Linked DNA regions of Sus scrofa: all the other regions are linked to region 2. Evidence: chromatin contacts called from public Hi-C data. All regions are on one chromosome and are shown on one strand. The core of a region is the stretch at or near the end of the contact, and the rest is flanking DNA. Distances in the headings are between cores, read along the strand shown. Region 1 holds the start of C1GALT1 (glycoprotein-N-acetylgalactosamine 3-beta-galactosyltransferase 1). Region 2 holds the start of RPA3 (replication protein A 14 kDa subunit). Region 3 holds the start of GLCCI1 (glucocorticoid-induced transcript 1 protein).

Region 1 (4,378 bases), core at 1,602-4,101, 410 kb before region 2:
ATTCGTTAACCACTGAGCCACGATGGGAACTCAGAGTTTCACTATCTTTTTATGTCAGTTAGGAATTGCATTCAGTCCTTACAACAGAAAACTGAAACAACAAAGCCTTAAATAGGAGGGATTTATTTTCCCTTATAATAAAAACAAATCCAGAAGTGGGCAGTCCATAGTTGATAAGCTGGCCTTCTAAAGCAATTATGAACCTAAACCCTTCTGGCTTCCTATGCTATTAATAGCGTGTAGAGCTTTTGTTATTGTGGTTGAAATACTGCTATTCCACCTCTAGCATTGTGTTGCTGTTCTGGGTACAGATCCAATGATTACTAGGAAACTTTGAACCTCTCCTAGCAATATCCACTTTCATTTTGTTGACAGGTCACATGGATAACCTGGTTTATAGGAGACTGAGGAAGTAAATTACTTTTAATTGGATACACTGTCGCCCTGAAAAAAATCAGAGCTCCCATAGTAAGAAAGAAAGTATTTGGTTTAAAAAACCAGCAGTGTCCAGCTACCCTGCTCCAAGGAGCTTTGATACATGTTACTGAATACTACACCAGACAGACCACAAGATTTGTCTATTTCACATGGGAGAATCTGGTTGTCTTGAATCACACATATAAAGTGCATTTTTCAAAGTAATCACAACTTTCTTTTTTCTAGCTGATAATGTTGAAGAACTGGCTGACATTAATGTCACTTCTAGGAATTTGTTTAAGGTGATAGTTGCACAGCTGTGCAAAGGTACATGCATTAAAAAGATCATCACAGAGTTCTTTAAAATTGTAAACATTTGAAAAAAACAGAAATGAATTGATAGAATACTAGTTAGATAAATGACTACATCCACTTAACAGACACTACACAACTTTTTAAAATGATATTGTTCATGACAGTATTCAGTGAGAAAAGAACCATGTGCATTATAAAATCCAGTTTATCATATATCATATTTATATGTCTTGGTGTTTTTTATTTTTAAGAGATATCTGAAAGAGTATAACATGAACTTTTTAAAAAAATGGTTACCTCTGGATTGTGGGATTTGGAAAGTTTTTTTTTTTTTTGTATTTGCTTAAATAAGTATGCATTGTTCTCATGGAAATAATGGCCATTTTCAAAAATATCCAAAAGGGTAGAAGGAGCTGATTTGACCTGGTATTATTTGTATCAACATAGCTTCTTGCCAGTAATTTTCTTTTTCCACTGCACCTGTAGCAAAGGGATGTTCCCAGCCCAGGGACTGAATCCAAGACACAAGTTTCAACTCATGCCATAGCTGTGGCTAAACACAGTGGATCCTTAATGCACTGCACCACAGTGGGGACTTCTACCAGTAATTTTCTTAGATGTGCTATAGCTGAACTTATCCTTGGAAGAGTTTCTTATTTTTGCTTATCTGCAAATATTTTCTGTATTCATTATAAATTTCACTAAAATTGAAATAAGACCCTTGGGGCATTTTGTCTTGTTTTGCTTTCCATTTGGAACACTCTGACCTCTGAAGGGTCTCTTTTCCTGCTACATAGTGGCTGTAGAAGGGAATATGGGAGGCTGGGCGATAATTACAAGTTGAGGAAGAGAAAAGAGGGTGGAGGTAAGGATATAAGAGAGAAGTCTGGAGGCATGAGCCAGAGAAACAGCACTAACCTGGACGTCAGATACTTGCACTTCTCTTCTAGATCAGGCTTTTCAGTTTATTTTTCTGACCTCAGCTTTCTCATCTGAAAAATGAGAGGTATGGGTAAGAATCACTAGATGTTTTAAAATTCTTTTGGAAGATTCTTTGGGATCTTATAGTGGCACATCCCGGTAAACTGCACTAAAGCTGAATCTGAACAAATTAAAGGAGGGGAAAACAACCATACCTTACTAAATGTTGTTATTATTTCTCCCAAGCACATTAAGTAACTTGCCAAGTTTACCGAGCTAATAGGTGGAGGGTTCAAGATTGAGGCCACAGCCCCTAGGCAGTAAAGAACTACTGAGAAGGGCATTAAAGGAAGCAAGTTTGCTTTCTCACCCTCAAGCCAGGCCTTGTAGATGATGATTAACACCAATTAAACCCAGACATTACCCCCACCTGCTGATTGCTGTGGGGCAGCCTCAATCGCTCCAGGGCTCCTCCCTCTAAACCCAAAACAGTTTTCCGATACAAAATCCCTTTACAAACTAAAAAGTGACGGGGGGTGGGGAGCGGGGGTTGCTGGTAAAGCTCCCAAGAATTCCAGCCACTGCCTGATAGCACTGAAGTAATGACGGAACTAAAGACCACGTGTGTATGTATGCAGGCTTCGTAGTATCACTAAGTTGGTTTTCAGCCCTTCCTAGTTCACATACCTGGTTATCCAACACCCGTTTGTATACCTCATCTTGTTGTACTTCCTTTTAATAAGGCCAGAGATACAGACTAAGGACAGTCGGGAGAAGGGATAAAAGCAGTAAAAAGAAAGGGTTAAGAGCAGGCTAGAGGCCCTAAGACTCCTGCAGGGTAAGAGCCTGCCCCTCAGACAAAGGTCCCTCAGGTATCCGCAGCCTCAGTTCCTGCTGCTTTAATTCTTTCAAAGGTCCGGAAGCCACTGCAAGACCCTATAGCAGAACGAGGAAGGCTGAGGCCACCCGTAAGGAGCGGATAGAGGGCTGCGACTATTGCTCGCAGAAAACCCGACTTCCCAGACCCCTTCGCACAGGGCGGGGCGTGCGCTCGGTGGCCTATCCCCACGCCAGCACGTCGCCGTAGCCCCGCCTCTCCCTGCCCCCTCGCTCCGCCCTTCCCTGGGGCTGGTGCGGCAGCGGCGACGTCAGAGCTCGGAGACCCCTGGGTGGCGGCTGCGCCGTCGGCGGGCCGCGGCCTGGACGCGCTGCGGGGAGGGGCGGAGCGAGCGGGCGGGAGCGAGCGCTGGGCCCGCCTCGGCCGCCGCCGCTGCCGCCGCCGCCGCCGGGGAATAATCTGGGCGGCAGCGGGCGGCCCCAGCTAGCAGCCACGAGCCACTTCTGCGGCTGCCGAGAAGAGCGAAGGTCGCCGGTCTCGTGGCGTCCCCCTCTCTGCCCCCCAGGAGGGGCGAGAGGGAGAGGAGGCTGATGTCAGGTACGGCTGGCGGAGGCGCCCTTAGGCTGCGGGTCCAAGGTCTCTGTTCCCCTCGCCCTCCCCCTCTCGGAGTGTGCGTGTGGGGGGAGCGTGGAGGGTGAACCCAGCCCCCAGCGCCACCAAACAGGTGTCTCGGAGTCGCCGCCGGGGCTGGGCAAGTGCGGGCTCCGGAGGGAGGCACGGGGCACTTCCTGCTCCCCGCGCCTCTGCGAACTGCCATTGGGGCCGCCTGCCCTCCGGGCCGCTATTTTGTTGACAAGTAGCCTCCTCTGGGTCGTGGATTCTTCCTTTTTGCCCTCTCGCTCGCCTCGTTTCCTCGCGCGCTGCCTGCCGTCGGGTGGCGACGGTGAGGCGCCGACTGCGCTGGAGGATCGCGCGGCTGGACCATTTAGCGGTCCTGCCCCGCGGGTCCCGCCCCGCCCCCGCGGACCGGCGGGCACTCAGGTGTGGGCACCTTCCGTGAAAGCCGCCGGGCAGCCTCACCGCCCCAGCGCCCAGCGAGCCGGCGCCTTCCGCAGGTGCCGGGGGACTTCCTCGGGGCTCTCTTGGATCATCAGGTTTGTCTGTGGCTGACTGGGTCTTTTAAATTTCCCTGCCTCTGGCGGAATGAACCAGGCAGGTGTGTGTTTAGGTACTTGATGCGTGGAGGACGGACGAGCAAAGGAGTTTTTTCCTTCCACTCTCCATTCTCCTACAAGGTGTGCTGAGATTAGTAGGTGCTGACAAAAGGACCTTATAACTCTAAATTAAAATAAATTGTATATTCAAAAAAGAGCGAAATTTAGGAGTGGTTATTCTTCCCCAGCTCTTACCTTCTCCCTTTATTTTTTTAAATGACAAAACAGCTTACGCTTTGGAGAAGTTGACTAGGTTTATAATCTAGTTCTCTTAATTCTTTGTGGTTATTTTTAAAGCCTTTCGGAGTGAAACCTAGAATCCTAACCGTGAATTGATTTCATCGTGCTTTTAAAAGTTAGTTATAAAGTTAGAACTTTAGTGCATCAGAGTGAGTAATTAGGCCGTTGTGACAGAAATATCTTCATTTACTAAAAGTTGGGCGTTTAACATAGATAGCTCTACCTCTGTGCCAGGAAAAAGTGTTGTGCAGGATTTCAAGTTACTTAATCCTGATATTACTTTAGACAGTGGGAATCTGAGTTTTTAGGACGTCTAACTTTTTGCAACTTTCCACAATGTTATCAGATAATTATCAAATGAGCCTTATGCACATGATGCTGTGTGTTCGAAGTATTATGTATAGTAATTATTTTGTTTTCTATCAGCCTTAGT
Region 2 (4,440 bases), core at 1,732-4,231:
TTTCTTCATCAAGCTAACACAAAGAACAAAATGTTGCCTTGGTGTTATCACACCTTCAATTGATAGTTAACTTGGAAAATTGTTCTATAGTTTACTAATCTTTCATTTCATGAAAATTAATTTAAAAATTTATCAATGCAAAAATGGAATTGTTACTTGTTAAAAAAAGTTTGAGTACTTACTGTCAGCATATCACCAGTCCTATTACCTTTAGCAGTGGCTCGAGGTCCAAAGATACAGTTAAACATTAAAGTTGAAGACAAAATCACTTAAAGAAACTGAGAATGTCCAGCATTTCCATAAGGAGTCATTCATTTAAAAGAGCCCACTGAAAGGAACCTTCTATTATCTACATCTTATACAATGCGTTCTGCATATATTAACTAAATAACACACAGATCTGTCTTCATAAATGACCAAGAAAATATTTTTAAGTACAATAAACATAAACTGTAAAAACAAATACGTGACAACTGAAAATGAATTTTTTTTTTCTGTGTGTGTGTGTGTGTCTCTTTTTAGGGTCACACTTGCAGCATATGGAGGTTCCTAGGCTAGTGGTTGAGTTGGCGATGTAGCTGCCAGCCTACACCAGAGCAACTCCGGATCCAAGCCAAGTCTGAGACTTATACTACAGCTCACAGCAACGTCGGATCCTTAACCCACTGCAATGGCAGGAATCGAACCTACATCCTCATGGATACTAGTTGGGTTCGTTAACTGCTGAGCCATGATGGGAACTCTGAAGATAAATGTAAACAAAAAATAGCATTTAAAATGTAAAACTCCTAAGGAAGGAAAGAGTGATTTAAACAGATTTTTCTTAACGTGATTTTTTGGTCTTTCATAAGGATGGAGAATTGTCACCTGGCATTTAAGGGATGCATTAAAAAATCAGAGTCCAGTAGTTGCCTTCGTGGCTCAGCGGTTAATGAACCCGACTAGGATCCATGAGGATGCAGGTTTGATCCCTGGCCTCAATCAGTGGGTTAAGGATCCAGGGCTGCTGTGAGCTGTGATGTGGGTTGTGGACATGGCTCGGATCTGGCGTTGCTGTGGCTGCGGCGTAGGCTGGCGGTTGTAGCTCCAATTGGACCCCTAGCCTGGGAACCTCCATATGCTGGGGGTGTGGACCTAAAAAGCAGAGCAAAAAAAAAAAAAAAAAATCAGAGTCAAAAAAAAAATCACTGGTTAGAAATGTAAAGGGAAATATAATGTAAAAAGAGGGCAAAAATTTGATTTGAGAGAGAGAGAGAAAAGTTTGATAAGCTGGTCCTTTATACATCCACTCCAAGAATCAGAAACATTAGCAACAAACCAAAACAAGATGAAGAATTAACTCTGAAATTAAAATGAACATGCATAGAATACATACATATATACATATACATAGAACATAGATAGATATACACAGAATTAATACTTAAACATACAGGCTCCATCAACTCAATGGTTACATTTTTTCCTTCTCCATCTGAAAGAATAAACATTTTTCCAGTGGGATGAATCTAAAAAAAGAAACATGATTAAAAAAAAAAACTCCACACAAAACCCTTTAAAATCTTCTTTGAAAGATTAAACGCTTGACCAAAAGATGAGCAGACTGACCCATACTTACTTTACTGATGCTCACAAAACAGTTGTATTTGAAGTTTAACTGGTTCAAATTATCTTGTGTTACTATACCTGATCAAAGGATGTTCAATTAAATCTGAATTTCATTAAAAAAAACCCCTCCTTTTTAGTACAAATGTGTCCCATATTTTTATTTGCTAAATCTGGCAACATTATGCTAAGAACAAATTAAAGAGGCTCCATACTATCTAAAAGTGAGATCTACTGGCACCCATGATTTAAAGAGTACATATCTCCCAAAGGGTATGTTTTTAAAAATTAGGCAAGAATAAATAGAGAACTACTGGTTGTCAGAAGACCTAGGTTCTACTGTGAGACAGCTGCAAAGAGTGCAGTCAGATCTGGTTTGAATGCCAGCTGTGCTACTTACTGTGGCCTTGAGCATTTTGTAACCACACTCCATTCCTACCCAGTTTCTTTCCCAATTTTGGAATACAGCTATTTCAGGAAGATACATGGCTAAAACCACTAAATAAGACTTTATATAAAAGTTTTCTTTTCCTCAGCTTTCTCAGTTCCCTGATTCTAAGACTTCAGGCCTGTTTCTTACCAGCAGACTGAGGGGCTGCCCTCTAACAGAGGTGTGAGATAACAGAATGCTGCTGGATCAGAAAAGGACAATCAAACAATGTTTATAGGAAAGCGACTTCAACGAGAAAATGAGGTTTGAGAAAAAAGGAAATTAACAACATAAGTAAACAAGAAAATTAGCTTAGTTGTCAAGTCTGGTTAAACTAAAAAAATCTGAAAGTAAATGTGAGAGTTCTGTCTGTAATCTTTATGTAAACACAAACAGAACGAGGGTGGGGGCCGCTAGAATTTAGAACTCAGCGCATTCGAAGACTTCCCTATTTCTCGCCTTAAGAGAAGCACCAAAATAAGGCTGCAATGGATAAAAAGTGTGCAAAAAAATTCCCTTGTGAGAAATAAAGCAGTCGGAGAGCAGTGATGTTGCAAAGCTTTTCGTCCTCCTTCACTCTGTTAGCCACTCTGAAGCCTCCACCCTGACAGTCACGGGGTCCTTCCCCAGGGGGAGCCCAGGGCAGCAAGCGCACGTACCTTCTCCAGCCTCCCTACGAAGCAGACCGGCTGGTCGATGAACTGAGTTACCATGCTGGCGTTGATGCGCGATTTGGGCAACTCCATCACGTCCACCATAACTGCAATGCAGGACCGACAGATGGCGGGAAACAAGCCGACAACTGAAACCTTGAGCTCGGCAGACGTCTTCGGGGCGGATTTCCCCGGCACCAATCCGCGGAGACCAGCACTCTCGCTCCGCCAATCAAACGCGCGGAAATCTCGATCACAGTCCCGCTGTCTCCGCCGGCGAAGAAGGCTAGGATGCGCCCGGAAGTGGGGATCGGCTGCTTAGTGACGCACAGCGTCCCGGAAGTTACCTGGACTCTCTGCGAAGTGTAGGCGGGGGCGGGGCTTGGATAGGGCGGGGCTAAGGCTTCCTCCCTTGATCTTGTCCCCCCCAGCTGCAACATAACCCCGGAAGCAGGGTGTCAGGCTCCGGTGCGGTGCGGCGGGGGACTGCGGCTCGAGCCTCAGGTACCTCTTATCGCGGGAGTCGCCGCAGCCTTACTGTTGCTCTTTCTCCCCACCAACGGATGCGGAAGAGAGAGGCGGGAGTTTGGTACTTGTCCCCCGCCTCCGTGGCATGCTCGTTGCTGCGCCACCGGCCATTCGCGTTTCCCCGCCTCCTCTTTCCGGGTTCTTCGTGGGAAGCGCGAGGTTCTTGTTGAATGAAATCTAGGGATCGGATTTCTTTTTGACACCCTTCCTCCCTGGAGACGGGAAGTGGGGTCGCCAGTGATTTTTCGCCTCCTTTGTGAAGCTCCTGCTCGGTGGCAGAGGGTCGGCGATTTATTGCCTCAGCTGCGTCACTTTCCATTGTCAATTTCCCCACCTGTGAGCTAAGAGGTTAACTTGATTATCTCTACGACCCTTTTTAGCCCCAACTTTTTGGCCACACTGTGGTGTGGGTTTTCTCACCTCCGTGTTAGCAACGAATTGAAACATTTGGGACTGAGTGAGGAAAGGACCACTGGGGTAGTAGAGGAAACGAATATAAATAGCTGTTAGATCCTGAGCAGGTGCGCTACTTCTTGAGACCTAATTTCCCCATCCGCAAAATGAGGGTGTTAGATAACTGAATGTATTGCAAGGTTCCAGGTGACAAATTTTGTCTTTGTGATTGACAGACTCTTCTTAACTCTCTGCTGATCTTTCCCTCCATTGCTTTCCACACCCAGGACTCTGGAGGGGAGGTCAGGAGGTGTGGAAGATAATTTGTTTCAAGGAAATTTGGGGAGGATTCTTGTCTTTTGCTGGCTCAAGTGTCTGTTGATTTTCAGGGCTTTGTTTGCCGGGATTTACCTTGCCAGAATATTCCAGAATGAGTGCTCATAAAAATACATGCCAGCGGTGCTCCAGAAATTGGGAACAAAAATTCACTGGGATTTTATTATTTTTTTGGAGACCGAGTTCATGAATTTGCCCAAGCCATTGAGGTACCTAGCTCGAGTCTCCAGTTTAGTCCCGCATCTGCCTTAAACTAAGGACACAGGGCAATTTAAGATGGAAATCTGTTGTACTGTAGTCAAATGATAGTTCCCCGCCCATAATATATATGTAAATATATTTGTCTTTTAATTTTGCTGTCACTAAAACAAATGTAAAGGATTTCATTAGTGGATGCAGGGCACATGTAAATTGGTATATAAAAACGTAGTTGTCATTGGTGCAAGTCACTGGAATCTATTTTATATTCTGTGCAAAGCCTGCACATCTTTTGCA
Region 3 (4,564 bases), core at 883-3,382, 300 kb after region 2:
TTGGTATAAATTTAGAATCACTGTAATCTATAGTGTTGAGATTGTTCTATACTTAAGTTTAGGGATAGCCAGAGATAGTGTTTCTATAATGAAACCATGATGTAATTTAATCAACTTAGAAATTTAGCAGCATTTTAAACAACTTTACTTATTTTAATCTGTCAATTTATATTCTTCATAATCTGAGAAAGTCACCTGAAATAAGCCATTTACCATCTTTTTTTGTGACAATTTCCTAACGAATGAGAAAAGCTTTCACTTTAGATGGGAAAATATTTAAATAGGTCAATTACACCAAATTTTAAAAAGTAAAGTTTTTACTATATTTATACTTAAAATATATTATTCAGGAAAGCAAATATATGTGAATACAATGAGAGTAATAATAGTATCTACCTTGTGGATTATAGGACAATTGAATGAGTTAACACATAAACTGTTCTTAGAACAGTGGCGGGCACATGAAATGTCCAACAATTTTTAACTGTAATTCTAGTATATGATAAAGTGAGGAACTACACTAGTCTTAATGGAGTGAGGTACTGGATGCAATTCTTGCATTTTTACGGAAAAGGTGGACATCCACTTTTAACAGAATCTTTTACAGAATCTAGTATGCCTTCTGGTCCGAGGGCACAAGGAAGCAGAGATGGATACTTCCTCTAAGTGAAACTGACCCCTGCATTTAGTGCCTGTAATCAGAGTAAAATTGTCAGTGTAGGTAGACACGAAGAGTAGACCAATCTGACCTCCCACTTCTCTTTTTTCAATCTCATGGAAACTAATGGAGAGTATCTGATGTAGACTCTTCCATTAATTTTTCCTGCTTAAGGTTTCAAACCTTCGTTTACCTTCGTTTAAGGTAAACAGGTTCCTGATGGTCATCCAAAATTTCTGCATCTTTTCAATTTCATTGCAGAACAAAATTTAAATTTACCACAGAGGATTTAACATTACATCAACAGTACTTATTTCTCCCAAGTAACTTATTTAATGTTACTTATTTCTCCCAAGAGGCCATCTACTTCTGGGGCAAGCCAACAGGGTGCCCTCCATTAATATATCTAACTGATGGTGTTATGATGCATAATTCTTTGTTGACTCCTGCAATTTTCTTGGCACATGAGATCTGAATGTTTCTTTTCACAGCACAGTATCCACCCGTTGCTCAGTCCAGCTTCTGAACATTGCTTCTGATGGCCAGAAGATCTTTCGATTAGTATACTTGCCACGAAACCTCAGAATCTAACATTAGAGGGTAAGGGATATAAGTGTCAACTCTAAAACATCCCACCCCAGGAACAAGTGTACTTGCAAAATGAAGTTCGCCTGAAGTATCTTCTTTCTCAAATTGTAAAATCGGCCCTGGAGGGTGGAGCCCTCGCAACCTGCTTTCTCGGGTGTGCGCGTGTCCGTAGGTGTCAGAACACGAGCAGGACGTAGAAGGATCCACTTTCCTAGGGCAGCCCAATCAAAGTCTCTCTCTCACCTCAAAGGCTGTCAAAGGCTCTCACGCTCCTCCTTGCAAGAACTGCCTCCTTCTCACTCTTCCACCCCTCAAATCCCGCCTCTAAAGTACGACGGCCACTTTCATTGGTAGCTGCTCCTTTCACTCCAATCCTAAAACCAATCACACCAGTGCTTGTGGAAAACTGGGGAGCCAATGGGAACGCTCGCTCCAGCAGGTCCGGGGCGCCGGGAGGCGGTGCCGGAGGCGGGGTACCGGTTGCGGGATTAGTTGCCATTTGGGGTGAGGATCTGGCAGGGGCAGGGGCTGAGTCGGAGGCGGCGGCGCGGACTCCGCCGAGAGCCAGGGACCTCTAGACCTTTTTCCCTACCCTGGTCCCTAGAAGCAGGGGTCCCGGGTCTCCCTGCAGCTGCCGGGCTCTCCCGCGCGTGCAGCCCCGCAAGGCTGCGTGGTCCGGGGGATTGCCCCGCTCTCCTGTCAGCGCGATGCCCCGGGCGCCGGCGGCGGCTCCGGGCTCCTAGCGGCCCCGGCCGTGACCGCCACATCGTGCCCGGCCGAGCGGTTGGGGCCGTTGGACGTTTGTTTTCGCAGCCTTCCCCTCCCCCCTCGCCGAGGCGGCGGGGGTGCGCGTTGGGAAGGGGGAGCCGAGAGACTCCTCCCCCTCCCCGATACCCCCGCCCCTCCCCCTTACACACTCGCACGCACTATCGCGCCGGCTCCTACACGCTCGCGCGCCTCCCGCTCCGTGCCTCCGTGTCGGCCGGCGTCGTCCAGGGCCCGCGGAGCCACCATGTCCACTGCCTCCTCCTCCTCCTCCAGTTCCTCTCAGACCCCTCATCCCCCGCCGCAGAGGATGCGGCGCAGCGCCGCGGGGTCCCCGCCCGCCGCCCCCGCCGCCGGGAGCGGGAACGGTGCGGGCAGCGGCGGCGTGGGCTGTGCCCCGGCTTCGGGAGCCGGGCGGCTGCTGCAACCCATTCGCGCCACGGTGCCCTACCAGCTCCTGCGGGGCAGCCAGCACAGTCCCACGCGCCCGCCCGCCGCAGCCGCCGCCGCAGCAGCCGCCGCCTCGCTGGGCAGCCTCCCGGGGCCCGGCGCGGCCCGCGGCCCCAGCCCGCCCAGCCCGACGCCGCCGCCAGCAGCGGCCCCGACTGAGCAGGCGCCGCGGGCCAAGGGCCGCCCGAGACGGTCCCCCGAGAGCCACCGGAGGAGCAACTCACCTGAGAGACGGAGCCCCGGCTCGCCCGTGTGCAGAGGTAGCGAGCCCAACCCTTCCGTCCTCCCGGGCTGCGTCTCCCCGACCGTGCCCTCCGTGGAAACTTCAGCCTCTCCGGGCTTCTCTTTGCTAGTGCATTATCGAAGGTGTGAAAGTGGCTTTGGGAATCTCACCTCCCTGCGGTCGCTGCGGGGCTTGGAGGAGCGAACTGCAAAGCAACTTTTATCTGACCCTCCTGCCGCCCCTCAGATTTTATCTTCCGTCACTCTCCTGCATCGAAGGTTTTTCAGTTTTAGAGCTGATTAGCTCGCTCATGTGTTTGCTGTTTGTAGCGGGGGAAGGAGGAGCTGGGCGAAGCACTTAAAAAAACACGCACACAAACTCTCCGGCAGCCGATAAGGTGGTGGTTGTAATCTCTACAGCCTCTTTGTGCTTTCCTACAAAGTTCCCATAACGTGTCTGTGCCTAGCGGGATAATTTTTTCTTTTTGTTTTTTGGAGGTGGCATTAGTTATGATGTAAGGATATCCTGTTGGGTGTGTAGAGGGAACAGTTTTGGATGTGCAGTTGAAGTAGTGTAGTGTGTGTGTGTGTGTGTGTGTGTGTGTGTTCCGGTCTCTTTTCTCTACTTTATATAGTCATATGCATCAGAGCAGTAATGCACCAGAAACAGTTTGTGCCCAATTCGAGACTTTCATGGTAAATTTCTAAGGACCTGTTCGTGGAGTGTGCTGTTTTTTCCTCCTATTTTTAAGTATGCTTAACAGTTCAGTTGTGCTGTTAAAGGATCTCAAGTTTCTTTTTTGTTAGGTGTCAAAGGTAATGGTGAATCTGGTGGATGCTATTGGCTTTCCTTAATGTTTTGTGTTTTGGTGTGGTTGGTTTATGTCTAGGGACTCAGTGCATGCTCTAGTTGTGTCCTGGGGGAGAAAAGGAAGATTAACCACAACAGGGATGTAAAGCTCATAGGGGAGGAAGGAGTAACTCATAGTAATAGATACCAGGCTAGGGCTACAGATGCTGCCGCTGCTGCTGCTGCATTGTGGAGAGAACCCATCATACTGAGTGGAAAAATCTCTGCTTGGAAGGGAAACACTGTAGAGCTCTGTATAATGTTTATGTGGTATGTGGAATTTTTTTAATGGCGTTTTCTTGATGAAGGTCTTAGACTTGGAGAAAGTGATTGTGTTATGATAGATGGCAGTTTTGGTGTTTTTGTTTTAATATTTCTGACCTGTAATTTAGCGTGTTACTAAGGCCCTTGTTTTCAGACCGCTTGGTAGTGAGGCAGAGTAGGATGTAGTGCAGTGGTATGTGTACAGGAGCACCAAGAAATACATCCTGTAATCTGTATGCACCAGAAGGAATTTGCTCCCCCACTCCTCCCCCAGGTCAAGCCAGCTGCTGCAGAAACTGACATCCTCCAGCAAATCCTGAATGAATGAATGAAAACAACGTGATCGCCCTAATAATGACCACAACTGAACACACATCTTTGGCTGTATTTTATAGAAAAGGCCACCATTTTCTAACAGATTGATGCCATATGCACCTCCCTTGCACATTTCCTACAACTGTATGAAATAAGAGGTACCAGAATGAAAAGAAGCCAGCAGTTACATAAATTTTTGAGTGATTTAGCTTCAACAGTACATAGACTGAGTTTTGGGGTTTTCTTTTAGGGACTAATGTAAGGGCCATAAAGTAAGCACTGCAGCCAGATTGTGTACAAAGGGTTTTGTGGGCAGAGTAAGAGTAGTTTTAGCAATGGCTCTCTCAGTGTAATGGCCATCTAGTACCTCCTCCCCTTTTGCTGATAAACACAACTTAAAACAGATTATAGTACAACTTGTTTTTCTTCATCTTCAAAAGTCTTAATTGCTT

Evidence for each region. Hi-C and Micro-C count contacts between places; a contact is called where the count stands out from the background.
Region 1: a contact with region 2 is called in a Hi-C map of skeletal muscle, with 6 times the contacts expected there. The contact joins the promoter of C1GALT1 here to the promoter of RPA3 in region 2. A contact is called at or near these places in 1 of 5 promoter capture datasets (fetal liver), 3 of 47 Hi-C or Micro-C datasets (liver, omental adipose tissue and skeletal muscle) and 1 of 2 datasets of contacts at active chromatin or transcription factors (alveolar macrophages).
Region 3: a Hi-C map of liver shows a contact between it and region 2, with 4 times the contacts expected there. The contact joins the promoter of GLCCI1 here to the promoter of RPA3 in region 2. A contact is called at or near these places in 3 of 5 promoter capture datasets (fetal liver, fetal skeletal muscle and liver), 4 of 47 Hi-C or Micro-C datasets (heart right ventricle, liver and skeletal muscle) and 1 of 2 datasets of contacts at active chromatin or transcription factors (skeletal muscle).

Annotation. Positions count from the first base shown.
Region 1 is chr9:77,506,491-77,510,868 of Sscrofa11.1, forward strand. C1GALT1 (glycoprotein-N-acetylgalactosamine 3-beta-galactosyltransferase 1) reads left to right here and starts at 2,852. Exons shown (of 5, transcript XM_021063389.1): 1 at 2,852-3,088. It overlaps LOC102161092 (a long non-coding RNA gene), which reads right to left and starts at 2,754. Exons shown (of 6, transcript XR_002335827.1): 1 at 2,341-2,754; 2 at 1,651-1,724.
Region 2 is chr9:77,911,891-77,916,330 of Sscrofa11.1, forward strand. It overlaps RPA3 (replication protein A 14 kDa subunit), which reads right to left and starts at 2,982. Exons shown (of 4, transcript XM_021102423.1): 1 at 2,695-2,982; 2 at 1,434-1,508; 3 at 1-13. The coding sequence starts at 2,793. UMAD1 (UBAP1-MVB12-associated (UMA)-domain containing protein 1) reads left to right here and starts at 3,055. Exons shown (of 4, transcript XM_021102419.1): 1 at 3,055-3,192.
Region 3 is chr9:78,216,048-78,220,611 of Sscrofa11.1, forward strand. It overlaps GLCCI1 (glucocorticoid-induced transcript 1 protein), which reads left to right and starts at 2,133. Exons shown (of 8, transcript XM_021102418.1): 1 at 2,133-2,721. The coding sequence starts at 2,259. LOC110262233 (a long non-coding RNA gene) reads right to left here and starts at 2,956. Exons shown (of 3, transcript XR_002347050.1): 1 at 2,686-2,956.